Linked DNA regions of Triticum aestivum: region 2 is linked to region 1. The links are chromatin contacts, called in public Hi-C maps. All regions are on one chromosome and are shown on one strand. The core of a region is the stretch at or near the end of the contact, and the rest is flanking DNA. Distances in the headings are between cores, read along the strand shown. Region 1 has its middle 16 kb from the start of LOC123128371. Region 2 holds the start of LOC123128372 (transcription factor ILI5).

Region 1 (7,135 bases), core at 1,305-3,804:
CGCTCCTTTTAATAGAGAACCGGAACTAAGCATTAACACATAGTGAATACATGAACTCCTTGAATTATAGTCATCCCCGAAGAGTATCCAATTATTGTCACTTTGGGGTCTACGGTTCAAAAAAATAAGAAGTGCATATAGCTAGCAGATAGGATCAAGAACTACAATATATTCATGAAAACATAATGGGTTCAGAACTGAAATCATGGCACTCGGGTCCTAGTGACAAGCATTAAGCATAGCAAAGTCATAGCAACATCAATCTCATGACCTAGTAGATACTAGGGATCAATCCCTAACAATTTGACTCGATTACATGACGAATATCATCAATCTCCATCTACTTCCAGTACGCCTATGATGAAATTACTCCCGCTGGTGAGAATCATGAGGTTGTCGATGGAGAAGGGTTGTTGATGACGATGGCGACGAATCCCCCTCTCTGGAGCCCCGAACAGACTCTAGATCAGCCCTCCCGATGAAGAACCGGAGGTGGCGGCAGCTCCGTATTGTAAAACACGATGACACTTTTTATCTTTTTTTTTCTCGGAAAGACGGTACTTATGGACCTGGAGGTAGGGCAAACGGAGCCTAATGGGGCTCACAAGCTCAGGTGGCATGCCCTAAGAGGGGGGGGGGGCACGTGAGCTTATGGCTCTTTGGTGATCCCTCTAGTAAATTCTTGTGCCAATATTTTTATATATTCCAAAATAATTCTCCATAAAAATTTGTCCGATTCTAAGAACTTTTTATTTCTGCACAAAAACAACACAAAAGTAGTTCTGCTGAAAACAACGCCAGTCCAGGTTAGTTTCATTCAAATCATGCGAATTAGAGTCCAAAACAAAGCAAAAATGTTTGGAAACTCGATACGTTGGAGACGTATCAAATCCCTTGATTTCAGCACAAGTGTAGGTGGTTCTCTCTTAGAAAATGGATATGGGAAGCTGTGGTTTCGTCCTGGTTGCTCTCTGAGAGTTGGTGGAATGGGTGGGGCTATATATAGGCAGCACCAAAAGTCCAACCGTTACACACCTTGATGCACTACTCGATGGGACCGGGTGAAATCACTCGGTAAGACCGACTGGTACATGATCTAAACTTTATGCTTTTTGGTGAGACCGGATGAGACAACTCGGTGAGACTGATGGATGATGACCTAATCATTTTCGACACTTCAGTGAAACCGATCGAAACTACTTGGAATTTGCAAAATGAAATCGATAGGCAACAGAAGATTGGCAAGTGCTCTTTGGTGGGACGGAAGGGTCATCTCGGTGGGACCGAGTTGCTAGTGTTTAGGCAGTGGCTATGTCAATTGTTTCTTGGTGGGTCCGGATAGATATGTTTTGGTGGGACCGAGATAGACTTTAGGGTTTTGGACATGGATGAATGTGAGAGTGTGGATGAGGGTTTTGAGCAATTTCTCTAAGCACCTGAGCAGTTAGTATATGCCTTCCTCGTAGGAATGGAGGGAGTACACACAGATTCATATAATAAAGATTGAGGTATAAGCCACGTAGGCATCAACTTAACCGAACTGGAAAGACAATCGAACCTTAGCTTTTGTACAAAGAATGCCCAACCAAGAATGAAAATTACAATCAAGATCGAAGAATCCTTTGAGCTTGAAGTCAACGCCCGTCACTCATGCCTGACTCCACCGCAACAGCCACCAAAGAAACATGAGGCGGATCACCTCTTCACTCGAGTTCGACGTGGTTTCATCGTTGGTCGCAACTTTTTAGATCTCCAATTTAGCTCACTAAAGATGAACCTATTGCCGCTGAAAGAATTTGACTAGTGCAGCACCTTGGTCATGCCATCAAACCCAAAATCTGACACCCCCGTGTGACTATGTCGGAGGAGGAAACGAAATCCACCACCCGCCAGCCACGAACCCAACACATGATCCAACATAAGCTGTTGCCGATCAGACCACCGTCCGCATTTGCTCCTGAACTACCACCCGAGCTCCGAGCCGACGCCGGAGCAAACGTCGTCGGAACGATGGAGCCCGAGGACAAATTCACCACAAAGGATGCCGTCGCCGGCACATCATCCCGCTTGAACATACTACCACCTAAACGGCTAGACCGATCACCGACCACAGAGCAGAAACGCCGCGTTGGGAAAAGACGAGGACTTTTATTCATCATCGTCGTCGCTATTCCCGGAGCCAAGACGTCGAGCAACTGAAAACATAAGCTACTGGGGTCGTAATCCTACACCTATACGTACGTCGATCGGTACATTATGCATGTCCACCGAAACGACGTTAATGGCACCCATGTTTCGGTGCGAATTCTCGGGAGCCGATCCATTCCGTGAACCTCCTTCCTACTCAATCATGGACGCATGCATGCCCCCTGCCCTGCGCCCCGCGTGGTTCCCGGCCCCAAACTTGCACTGGATGATGCTGTCACTCACCTAACCTGGGCCTTGAGCGAGATTATTAGCTCGCCAGGGACGTCAATTCACACACACACACACATATGATCGATCGGTCGATGTGGACGTGAGAGGGGCGTGGTAGGGTGCACGGCACGCGCGCGGCAGGCGCATCGCAGCTGTCCGTGTCCCCTGCTCGATCGCGCGCGGCAGCATTAGGTGCGCGCGCGCAGGGGCAGGCAAACATCGTGCCCCGCGGGCAGCGGTGCAGCCCGGCCACCACCACCACCGCCGCCGCCGGTCCCCCCCGGCACGCACCCGACCCGACCCGCCCCCAGCCCAGGCGCCGCACCGCCGTACGTACAATACATGCGTGGGTCGGATGCCGGTGGATCGACGGAGGTGACGCCTCACCGGCTCACCGTCCGGGGACCGGCCGCGCGGCGGCCTGAGGCTGGCTGACGACGGCCAGCCTGGTGGTACGTACACCCGAGGTGACGGGCCCGATCGGCGACGGCGCCACACCTCTCCACGCCACGCGCGCATGCGACGACCGAAGGAGCGGCCGGCGCGGCGGCACGAAGCAGCTCGCGATTGGCCGCGAAGAGTTGACGCCGTGCCGTGGTACGGGCAAGCCGTCGCTGTGCGAGTCCGGACCTCGCCGCACCGTGAAGTGGACGTGATGCATATCGTATTGGCTCCAGGTTCAGAAGAACGGTGTGTGAACTTTACAAACTCTACTACACCTACACGGATCTGATCGCCATTCTTGGTGAGGTAGTAAATTGGCTGGCCGACCGTGGGCGGGGCGAGGGACCGATCGAGCCGAGGGCCGATCACGTACGCACGCGCCGGTCGAAAAGACGACTCAGCTTCCTATCTTGGGACCGAACCAAATTAGACATGTAGGTTGAGGACCATGAAATCTCCGAGCGTGGTCCTGCGCTCCAGCTGCCAAGATCGTGTTTCACCAGTCTGCGCTCGTCAAGTTCCTGCAGCTCCTGCCATGCGATTCGACAGTCACGTAGGCACGTACAGCAACCGCGTCTGCATGGACCTGCCTAGCTTGATTGTATTGTCCTGAGGCCACTTACTTAGTATCGTTTGCCTGTCACTCTGTCGCCGTATACAACGAAGAGAAGTTGATTTTGTTTCGTGATGTGTGCCTATAGGGGTAGTACGTACATGTAGTAGATCTGGGATTGTCAACCTGATTTCTTTTTCCGGGGACAACTTCATATAATAGTCTATAATTGATAATCTCCAATTTGATATATATTGATCATCGTTGGAGTGATAACTTTTTCTTTTTAAAGATCCAGCGCTGCTGGCATTTCATATACTAGTACATATGCCCATGCATTGCACCGGAGAAAGGTTGACCATCCAACCAAGTTAAACACGGTCCGATTGCAATTATATGTTAAGTTATATCAGAATGCGGAGTTAAATCCTTTCTGCTCATCTTTGACAACAGAATGGTGTGTTACTTTCTCTAGGGATAATCGGAACCCACTGTTCACTCTATTGATTCCTGGAGCGGTTTATTGATTTTCCATACAACTTGCAAATGTATATAAATTGATGAGATTTAGTGTAAAATAATGAAAAGGCGGTTATTTAATTTGATAAGTAAACAAACCCTCTCGTTTGGATTTAAAGGGCTTGACAGTCAAAACTCTACGACCAAGTGATAACCTCGCATGAAGATTAAGTGCATCTAGTTGTAACCGGTGACCGCATGGAGAAGCAGCTTTCAATTGGAGGAAAGAAAACCCATCGCATACATTGGTTGGTGCTCTGTAACGATTTGCTAGAGAGATTAAATCATGCATTTTTCACGAATGACCCAAAAACAACGAACCTACTCATTGCACCTGGCTTAATAATAATGGACGGAGGTGATAGACACAAGTAAGAGTTAGCTCAATTTACTCACTCAAGGTATATTGTTCTTTTTTCAACAAATGTTCAGAAATTTTAAAATGTTTGCGGAAACTCCAGAAAGTTGGAAATTTATGAAATTATTCGCATTTTTATATATTTTTATATATTTTAAAAATGTTCATGATTTCAAAAAATGTTTCTATTTCAAATTTTGTTCAATCATTAAAAAACCATGTTTTCCAAATTTGTTTGCAAATTCAAAAACATTTCAGGGGTTTTCATAAAAAAATTTGGTTTTAAAAAATTGTTCACAATTTCAAAATATTTTCCCTTATTTAGGAAACAAATTTCTGTTTTCAAATTTTGTTCATAAATTCAAAAAAAATAGTGTTTTCATAACTTGTTCGTAAATTCTTAGGGGAATTTCACAAAATTTTCGCATTTTTAAAAAAAGTTCATAATTTCAGAAAATGTTCCCCTTTCCAATTATGTTCCTGTTTTTCAATAAATGTTTACATTTTCAAATAGTTTTTGTTCGTAGTTTTGAGAAATGTACAAGTCTCTAAAAATGTCTTAACATATTTTGGAAATGTTTGTTTTTCAGAACTATTTAATCTTTTTGAAATAAAATCACATTTGAATTTCAAAAAAGTTTACATCTTTCTATGCATATAGTTTATATAAGCGGAGCTGTAATTTTTACACAACAAATTGAAGAACTACACTGCCTTAGGGGCGTGGTTAACTCGCGTGAGGTGTTGTGTTTGATTCCACTTTAGGCATAGACTTTTGCTAGTTGTTTTTATGTTTTGCCACTGCCGATTATTGCTTTTAATTAAAGTTCGCGCTGCTAGTTTAACACAGAAACATATATGGCCATAGTGGTTAGCAGCGTGGGTTTACATGCTGCAGGTTCGATTCCCACTTGGGCCGTCTTTTTAGATGATTTTTTACAGGATGGAAAACTCAGCGCGAGGCCAGATGATTTTGGACGAACGAAAAACGTCGGTACCATGACGGACGAAAATATATCTGGTCCCACCGCAAACGAAAAAAGTGGAGAAACAATCCTTCCTTTAATATTAGGTAAAGATAAAGATTAAGCAGGAAGCAATGAGAAAAGCAAATACGTGGTGTAGATCCTAGGATCAAGGGTCTAAAAATGAGAATAAAATACATTAGCCAATCCCTGCCCGTGGCTGAGCGAAAGGTAGCTCTAAACATTTTGCTCCTGCTTGGTGCCATAATTGGATCACCCGCCATGTCAGTAGTCAATGTCGATTTCCTCCTGAAGGTGCATTGATTTTGTTCCAACCAGATCTCCCAAAGCACAAGCATGATGATTGACTTCATCCTATTTCTTTGGCTTCTTGTTGTATTTGTGACGATCCTTTCCACAATCTCAGTGGTTCGATCAGAGGAACTCCAGTGCACCGGGCTAGCCGCCTGGCAGCCAGTCCAGGTCGCCACCCTCTCCCAACCGAACCTGGTGATCGGGCATTGCCATAACAGATGGCCCGAGCATTCTAAATTTCTGAAACAAAATTGGTAGAAGTAGTTATTGGCTCAGCCACGCCTTTGCAGCCTATCATTGCACCACAAAGGATTGAGATGAAGAAGCCAGCTGAAGATCTTCAGTTTCGTCGGTGCCCAAGTATCCCAGATCAAACTTTTGAAGATTGTTTTGTGCGTGCCGTGGAATTGAGCACGGTAGGCAGGAGCAGCAGAGTAGGCTCCATTTACCGTCAACTTCCACTTAATATCTTCTTGGCCCTCGGGGTTTAGAGTTGGCCTGGCATCGTTTATCAGTCGTGCCATGCCCAGGAATTCTTGTGGTAGAGGCGCAATATTACCATGGGCCAGATCCTTGATCCAATTGTCAGTCAGCAGGGCAGCTTTTACTGGTGATCGGGCAGTTTTTTTCTCCCGGAGTGTTTGAACGGGAGTGGGAAGGCCTTTCTGAGAGTTTGGCTATTGACCCAAGGGCAGCTCTAGAAACCTGCCATTTCACCATTACCAATGATCACCGTTGTCACCGCATTGAAAATGGCTTTGTCCTTATCATCGCAGGGTAAATCCATGCCCAACCATGATCGTTGGGTTTTCCCCCAAGAATTCTGTAACAATCTTAGCCGTAGGGCTCTGCTAAATTTTTCTAGATCAAGGATTCTGAGGCCTCCATACTCCGCCGGGGAGCACACCTTGGTCCAGCTGACTTCACACTTGCCACCGGTGATTTCCTCGTCTTGGACCCAGAGGAAGCATCTTCTTGATTTCTCAACTTCCTTGAGAATTTTCTTCGGGAATCGAAGAGCAGTGATGGTGAAAGTTGGCAGAGAGCTAAGCACGACGAGAACCAGGACTCGTCAGCCTACAATGGAGGAGCTTCCGTTTCCAACCAGCGAGTCTGGCCCTGTTGCAGTCAAGCACAAATTGTTGATGCACCATTCTGATTCTTGAGAGGGTGATCGGCAGACCACGGTAGGTTATTGGGAAGTTTTTAGTTTGCCCACCAAACCTCTGTAGAACCTCGGCTAGATTAATATTTCACAACAAATGGGAGTGCCGGTTGATTTGCTCAGATTTATTTTCAGACCCATTGTTCACCAAAGTCTTGGATGATTATCATTAAATTATCGATCTCCTCTTGAACTAGGTTTGCAAAGAGCACTGCATCATCCGCATACAAACTGACATGTAGCTTCAGTTCCTGGCCCGATAGTGGCTGGATCATACCACTATCTGTTGCCACCTACAGGAGGCGGTGAAGAGGGTCAATCAAGAGGATGGACAACAGGGGGACATGGGGTCCCCCTACCACAGACCTTGGCGATGCAGCAACACCGTTCCAGGCACG
Region 2 (7,135 bases), core at 1,235-3,734, 150 kb after region 1:
TCCAGCGGTGGAGGCTCGTGAGATGACTGTCACGCGGCCGGAGCCAGGGCGGCCAGGCCCCGATCGACCACATGGACGGCGGCCTTAAACACGAGCACGCGCTCACCACGCGACGGTCACGTGAAGGTTGGCGCGCGCTGTCCGGTCGCTAGCCCGCCCGGTTGGTTTCGATCGCCAACATGGCAGCGGCGCAGGGGCTCCACGCTCCGGGCGCCCGAGATTTGCGTCCCTCCGTTCGGTAAGAGCAACTCCAACGGGGTCGATCCAAACGGACGGCTTTTCTGTCCGTTTTTTGTCCATTTGGATCGGCCGCCCGCCCGCCGTCCGCCCTCTTTTAGTTTTGGGTCGGCAGTGCGCCCAACGGGCTGACCCATTTTCATGACCGTCGCCCTGATTTTGACGCTCCAGCACGCGGGAAAGGTTCGCGCGCGTTGGTTTTGGCGCTCCAGCGCGCGGAAAAGGATCGCGCACGCGCCGCGGCCGGCGCTTTCACCCACTCTCGCCGTCTCTGCGTCACCATGTCGATCCGCCGCCTACGTGCTTCGGATTTTCGCGGAGTCCGCGAGCGCCGCTTCGGCGCCTTCTCGGCCGAGATCTGATTTCGCGAGAAACGTCTCGCCCTCGGCACCTTCGACACCGCAGAGGAGGCGGCTCGTGCGCACGACGCGGCGGCGTGGCGCCTCCTGAAGCCTCGTCGGGATATGAATTTTCCCAACGTGTCGAGCCAGCGGGCGCAGGATCTGGCGCCTCTCCCGCGGCTTTTCACCGACGAGGATCGCCGTGTCCACCGGAGGCGCGTCGCCTCGCCATCGCAGAGAAGGACGTGGAAGCCTTGGTGCTGTTGCGTGGAGGCTACCCGCAGGACATCGTCGACGAGCGCCAGTTCTACAAGCAATTGAGATCGGAGAGGGACGCGAGGAGGAGGGAGCGAGCCGTCTATCGGGAGGACAAGCGTTCGCGGAAGCAGGCAGCTCAATTGAAATTGAAGCTACGAGAAACGGCGGGTTGGGACTTTGAAGGCGAGGCGTATGCTGACGCCTACATTCAGACATCGAAGGAGAACATTACCGAGTCGGAGTCAGAAATCGACGAGTAGTGGTCTTTTCTTTTTATCTGTGTATGCTAGAATTATCTATGTATCTATTTTTATCTGAAAAAATGGCCGGCGGCGTCGGCGACGTAGCAGGCGGGCGAGGATGTGAATCCAATATGCCACCGACCAGCGGGCCTGGTAAAAAAAGAGGGCGAGCGCGCGCGCGTCCGTCTCGTGTCCGCGCCGACGCAAATCCGGTTTAAAAATGAGTCTGGAATGGGTCGCCCGCGGACGAAAAACGGACGCGCGTCCGTTTGGGTCGGCGCGTTGGGCCGCCACTTTTGTCTGCACCAACCCAAACAGACGCTTACGGACGAAATGGGTCGCCCCATTGGAATTGCTCTAAACCCCGCCAAACCGAGCCCACCCCATGCATGCAGCAGACCAACTCTTAACTAATTACGTATAATTATACCACTGTATCAGACGTTTACATATGCATGCATGAATAAAAAACCGTAGGCGTACGTGCTGCGTCACTCTCCCTCAATCATCGCGCTGAATCTAGGCGCTTATCTCCTGCGTTAGGTGCGTTTGCTGCACATAAAACACGTACTACTACTAGTTAATCAAAGCGGCGTGTCATGTATCACTGTGCTGGCATGCACACAGCACACGACAAGGGAATGAAAGGCGTATGTGCATGCATGTACGCGTCCGCCCTCACGTCCCGGGCAACCGGCCGGGGACAGGGCATCTTTTGGGTCTGGCGCTCGACTTGTTTTCTTGTGGATAGTGCGGACATATATAGTTGATTGATGTAGTTAATAAAAGACTTGCCGCTGATTAGAGAGTTGCTGTGCTGCACGTATGTGTGCAAGTGCAATACAATAGTTGCGTCCGTGTCCGTTCTCACGACAAGGACAGATGGGTGAAGGCTGAAGAGAAGAGGTCATGGATCCATGTCCCTGTTTAATTAGCTTTACAAAGGTGCGTGTTCTTTCTCCGAACAGCTTATTACTCCATGACCAAAACTCTCAATTTGCACTAGCCGACTAATTAGGCAATGCCGATGATTGACAGGGGTTCGATTCGTCCACACATCAGTTCGTGGTACATACACGTACGCTTAACGAGACTCGGAGCCAGGAGACCGAGCCGAGGGACTTTCGCTTCGGATAACATCAAATCACAACCTCAAACGCAACAAATGATCTTGTCGATTTCCTGGACGTTGCTGCATCGGTCGGCATGGCGAGGAGGCGAACACGTCTAGCCAGGGGTTCTTTCCCGGTAAAACTGAACAGTCCTGCAAGGCGCATGGGGCACGTGGCCAGTGGTGGGTGGTCATTCAAGTGGGGCCCAACGAGCTGCCTCTCCGCCTGTGGGCTCCACGCGCCGATGACAGTGGGCTCGGCTCATCAGTGATTAGACGGAGAGAGACACGCGGGCCCGGCTCACCCCGTTAGCGTTCCTACTTTTGCTCTCCGCCAGTAGCTAGTGCTATAATTACTTGCCGGGGTCGAATTATCTCCGCGCATCTACATCGTTCCCCAATCCGTTCTCCGCCCTATAAAGACACCCTCTCCCTTTCTGTCTCCCTCACACACTCCTCCAGCGATTGCACAACTAGAAGTTATCCAGCGAGTATCCTGAGCGGCTCGACGTCAGCGAGGGCCTCCCCGCGCTCACCGGCCAACTGCCCGGCACCTTTTGAGCGTACACACTGTGTGGCTTTGTTAGCTAGCCGGCGGGAGTCTGCAGTCTGCTTGCTCCGGCACTAGCTAGCTAGCTCATCCCGGCCGGCCAGCGACGCAGCAGCGGCTAGGAAGACGATGTCGAGCAGAAGGTCGTCGCGCGGCGCCATCTCCGAGGAGGAGATCAACGAGCTCATGTCCAAGCTCCAGTCTCTGCTCCCCAACTCCCGCCGCCGCGGCTCCAGCCAGGTAACTTGCTTAGCTTAAGCTTACCACCACAACAGCGATACACACGTACGCACATTACTCCACCGCTTGCCAGCTAGCTGGGTGGTTGCATTGTCCGTGCGAGTTTGACTTGCACGAAGCCAGCAGGAAATAACGGGCGAGTGAAATGAAAATGCAGGCGTCGACGACGAAGCTGCTGAAGGAGACGTGCAGCTACATCAAGAGCCTCCACCGGGAGGTGGACGACCTCAGCGACCGGCTGTCGGACCTCATGTCGACCATGGACCACAATAGCGCCGAAGCGGAGATCATCCGCGGCCTCCTCCGCTCGTGATCGTACTACAGCGCCGGCCGGTCGATCGGCGAGAGCTCAACCGCCAGGACAATTAAGCGGCGGCGGCGACATGGGTCTCTCCGGCCAGCCGGACACGTACGAGAGCTTTGCTTAGCTAGGGTATATATATCGTCCTCCACATATTTAAATATGTACCGTCTCTTTTCTGCTCCCTTTCTGCCTAGATCGTGTAGATCGAAAAATGTACTACGTGTCTCTAAGCTTCACTCCGTCTGTACTACGTAGGGCATTAGCTTAGCTAGCGTTCCTACCTTGGGCCAAAGCTTATCCTCGCGCGCTGGCTGCTGCTTGAGCTAATCTCTCGATCGTCTCCTCCGTGTGCTGCTAGCCCCTCGCTAGCTCGGAGCTGGATAGATAGCTCCCCCCCCCCCCCCCCCCCCCCGTCCTCCTGTCTGCCTCTTCCCCTCTTCTGTTGTCCCTTTCTTGATCTACTACTCGATCTGTAAATTTAGTTGGTGGCATTGGATCGAGTTGTGTCCTCTATAGACAACCGACCGACCACTACTACGGTACTACTACTACTACCTGGAGCAAATTAATATCATCGTCATGTTGTACCACCCCAGCTTTAACTTTTGTTGGAATACGTACTACTACGAGATCAAATTAATACTAGACTGGAGTGTACTGTTCATTTTTATGTACGGTATTAAGGAATGCAAATGATGCCGGGCTCTCATGGTTGCTTCCTCTATGCCCTCTCGCCCTCGATCGGCCCTATATATCCGTACGCACGCACGTGAAGCAACGCGTTTACTTTCATCAGGTTAAAAACACGATGATTACGCTATGCTATTTATATACTTGCATATAGATCCAGTGGTACCACTTGACATGTATGGAATGGCCCACTTGTGGTTGCGGTGGCTCCGGCTGTTTTGACGCTACGACCAGTGACTCTCCTTGTGCTACGGAAATGGCACGGCGTTGTGTGAAAAGAGTGCAAACCCGGTCTCTCTCTGTGTGTCTCCGCACCAGTGCATGTGTCTCCACTTGGGTTTGTCCTTTCTTTAATCAGCACTGAAAGAAAATAGACGAGGGGATCAGGAAAGGCTTCGCGTCAACCGCCTTGTTTTGCCGGCTCTTCCCTTCTCTTTCTGCGCGCGCACCGCGCATTCATGTTTGTACGATCGATATATCCACCGGCGTACTACCAGACGAGACGACGACCGGGTGTGGTGAAGTCGCCCACCCTACAACGCCGGCCGATGAAAAGCATCCGGCTAACATACCGTCTTTGGACGAATTAGGCCAACTCCAACGCACGACTCCAAAGGACGCCCGTTTCCCTACTCGTCCGGCATCTTCGACTCTGGCAGCCTGCAGGTGCGCGACATGGACGGCACCAGCGTTCGATGTGTGGCATGAAGATGAGGTGTTCGTTGAAATGCCTAAGAAGAGGAGGAAGAAGAAGGTAGATGCTGACATATGGGTCCTACTTGTAATAACGGTAAATATGATAGTCAAAATAATCAAAATGGGTTCTGCATGTCATAAACACATTTAAAATTGGTAAAATGGTAATCATACTCGGTAGTTTTTTGCCAAAAATTAAGTAAATGTGGTAGTCTGCTATCACTGTTAAGAAAATGATAGTTCAGTGGGACACAAACCCCAAATATGATAGTTTTTTTTTGTTAAATGCTCCATGTAAAGTACTCTCTTCGTTTCTAAATATAAGTCTTTTTTGAGATTCCACTATGGACTACATACGAAGCAAAATGAGTGAATCTACACTCTAAAATATGTCTATATACATCCGTATGTAATCCATAGTGAAATCTCTAAAAAGACTTATATTTCGAAACAGAGAAAGTATTTAGCTAGCCAAATTGTCAACTTAAAACTACATGCATGCCCTACACACCCAGGCGGACATAGTATATAGAATTGGTAGAGTGACATAGTAAATAGCTAATCAAATTTTAACCCTGGTGGCCAGGAAATAACTAACCTTACGAGTTTTCTACAAACCTGGTATAAACGCACACATGCAATCACGCACTCACTCACTCATATGAACATACGCATCTATACCCTACTCGCAGGAACATCTTTGAGAGACATGGGTGAATGGTGAATGGTGGACAGCTAGCCATATAAGCACCTTATAAGATTCTTTTAGCTGCTCAACATGAGTGAATGGTGGACAGCTAGCCATATACAGCGCAACAAACTAACGTGCATCTGGCGCAGCCAAGGACGCGCGATTTCCCTGTATGGACAGTCACTGGTTTGTGCAAGTTTCTTAGGGGTTTCTTGGGCAAAGTATTACGCGCATACACGCATGTGCCCTATCACAATGTGCAGGTAGGTTCGTTTAATTGCTGATGATGGGTGGACAGCGTTGCTATCTTCTGCAAGGAACCCCACATGCATGCCAATGCCATGCTACTACTACGAAACAGTGTGCATGATATGTACACTGGCCGTAGCGGCTAGCTAGTTCGACGGCGGCGCAGGCAAGAAGGAAAAAGAAATAGTGTCTTTTTGAAGAGAGCGTTCTCTCGGGTTTCATAAACTGAAACCACAATGTCTTTTTTTTACAAACTACAGCCCTAACAGTAAGCTAAAAAACGAGGCGACGAGACGAGAAATGAAACAGGGAAACTCCACACGTTGCCAGACTGACCAATCAAATGGCATGCACAACATCCCCATCTCCTATGGTCTCGGGCCATGAAGGTGCGGAGGACCTTGGCCTACATGGGCGGGAGGGACCCTGTTCGCATTCTTGTTAGGTTAAATGTCTAAGTTGGGATTGTGATGCGGTGGCGATGCCTCTCAGTAGGAATAATGTCTCGCACGCTCTATCCCATTCTCGATATGTCCAGTGTCATCGGAGGGCGTGTGGAGGTGTGTATCTGTCGGAACTCGCGGGATTCGGTCAGTGCTGATGTTCGATGGATTTGTTTAGATCTGGCCCTTGTTGCTCTTCGCTTGGGTGTTTACAGGTATGATCCTTCCGATCTACGACTTTTTTCATCGACGATGGTTACTACTCTCGTGTGTTGGTCCTATGGGGCCTTAGCACGGAGGCTTCCCGACTGTTTCTACATCAAGATTTGCCCGGCTCCGATGAGAGAGAGGCGATGACGATGACACGCCTTCGACTCGCCCCAGTGCTTGCAGTCGTCGCTAGGTGGTGTGTGGATCTATTGTAATTTTTATTACCTTTGTGTTCTTTGTATTACCATGATTGGAGATAAATAGATTGAAAGTTTCTCACGCAGAAAAAACATGATACACAACATAACAGTAAAAGACAACTAAAAGGAGCCAGCTGGGCGAATTCTTGCATAGCAGCAGCGTGGCAGTATAGGCCGTAGAGGATGCCAGCAGCACACCATCAATCCATGATTCCGTTGAGCCCCACTCTTCAGCCATGCACAACTTTAAAGACTTCACTTGCTATCATTGCACATTCTTATTCCCCATCTCAGTGTTTATTGACTTGCCTTCTTTTCCTAGAAATAATTATAGTTGCAGGTTGTCTGGCAATCATATTAACAGGAACACAAGGGTCAGAAATCTTATTGTTATCAAGAATTATGTTGTTCCTCGATTTTTCATGCCGTCCAAAAGACTACAAACACCCCAATTATCATAAGGTGTTTCTCATGTTTGTTGAACTTTTAATACAAACTACAAATTGAATGTAAACTTCAAAATGTTCGAACATTTTAAAGATAGAGCATTGCATGAAAAGATGATCAATATATTCATCCTCGCCACAAGAAGGACAATTTTTACTACCACTCCATCCTCTCCCGACCAGGTTATCTTTAGATAAGACACTATTTCTAAGCACCAACCACATAA

Evidence for each region. A called contact is a pair of places that touch in the nucleus more often than the background predicts.
Region 2: a contact with region 1 is called in a Hi-C map of leaf, with 7 times the contacts expected there. The contact joins the promoter of LOC123128372 here to the enhancer-like site in region 1. A contact is called at or near these places in 2 of 5 Hi-C or Micro-C datasets (both in leaf).

What each region holds. Positions count from the first base shown.
Region 1 is chr6A:542,178,352-542,185,486 of IWGSC CS RefSeq v2.1, forward strand. No RefSeq gene overlaps it. Among protein-coding and RNA genes, the nearest start is that of LOC123128371, 16 kb to the left of the region's middle. Within about 2 kb of position 2,555, at least 5 of the 8 cell types and tissues checked have an H3K27ac peak or open chromatin away from gene starts, as enhancers often do. A contact at or near this core is called in leaf, where this site is marked.
Region 2 is chr6A:542,323,646-542,330,780 of IWGSC CS RefSeq v2.1, forward strand. It overlaps LOC123128372 (transcription factor ILI5), which reads left to right and starts at 2,485. Exons shown (of 2, transcript XM_044548355.1): 1 at 2,485-2,979; 2 at 3,137-3,990. The coding sequence starts at 2,869. The coding sequence ends at 3,292.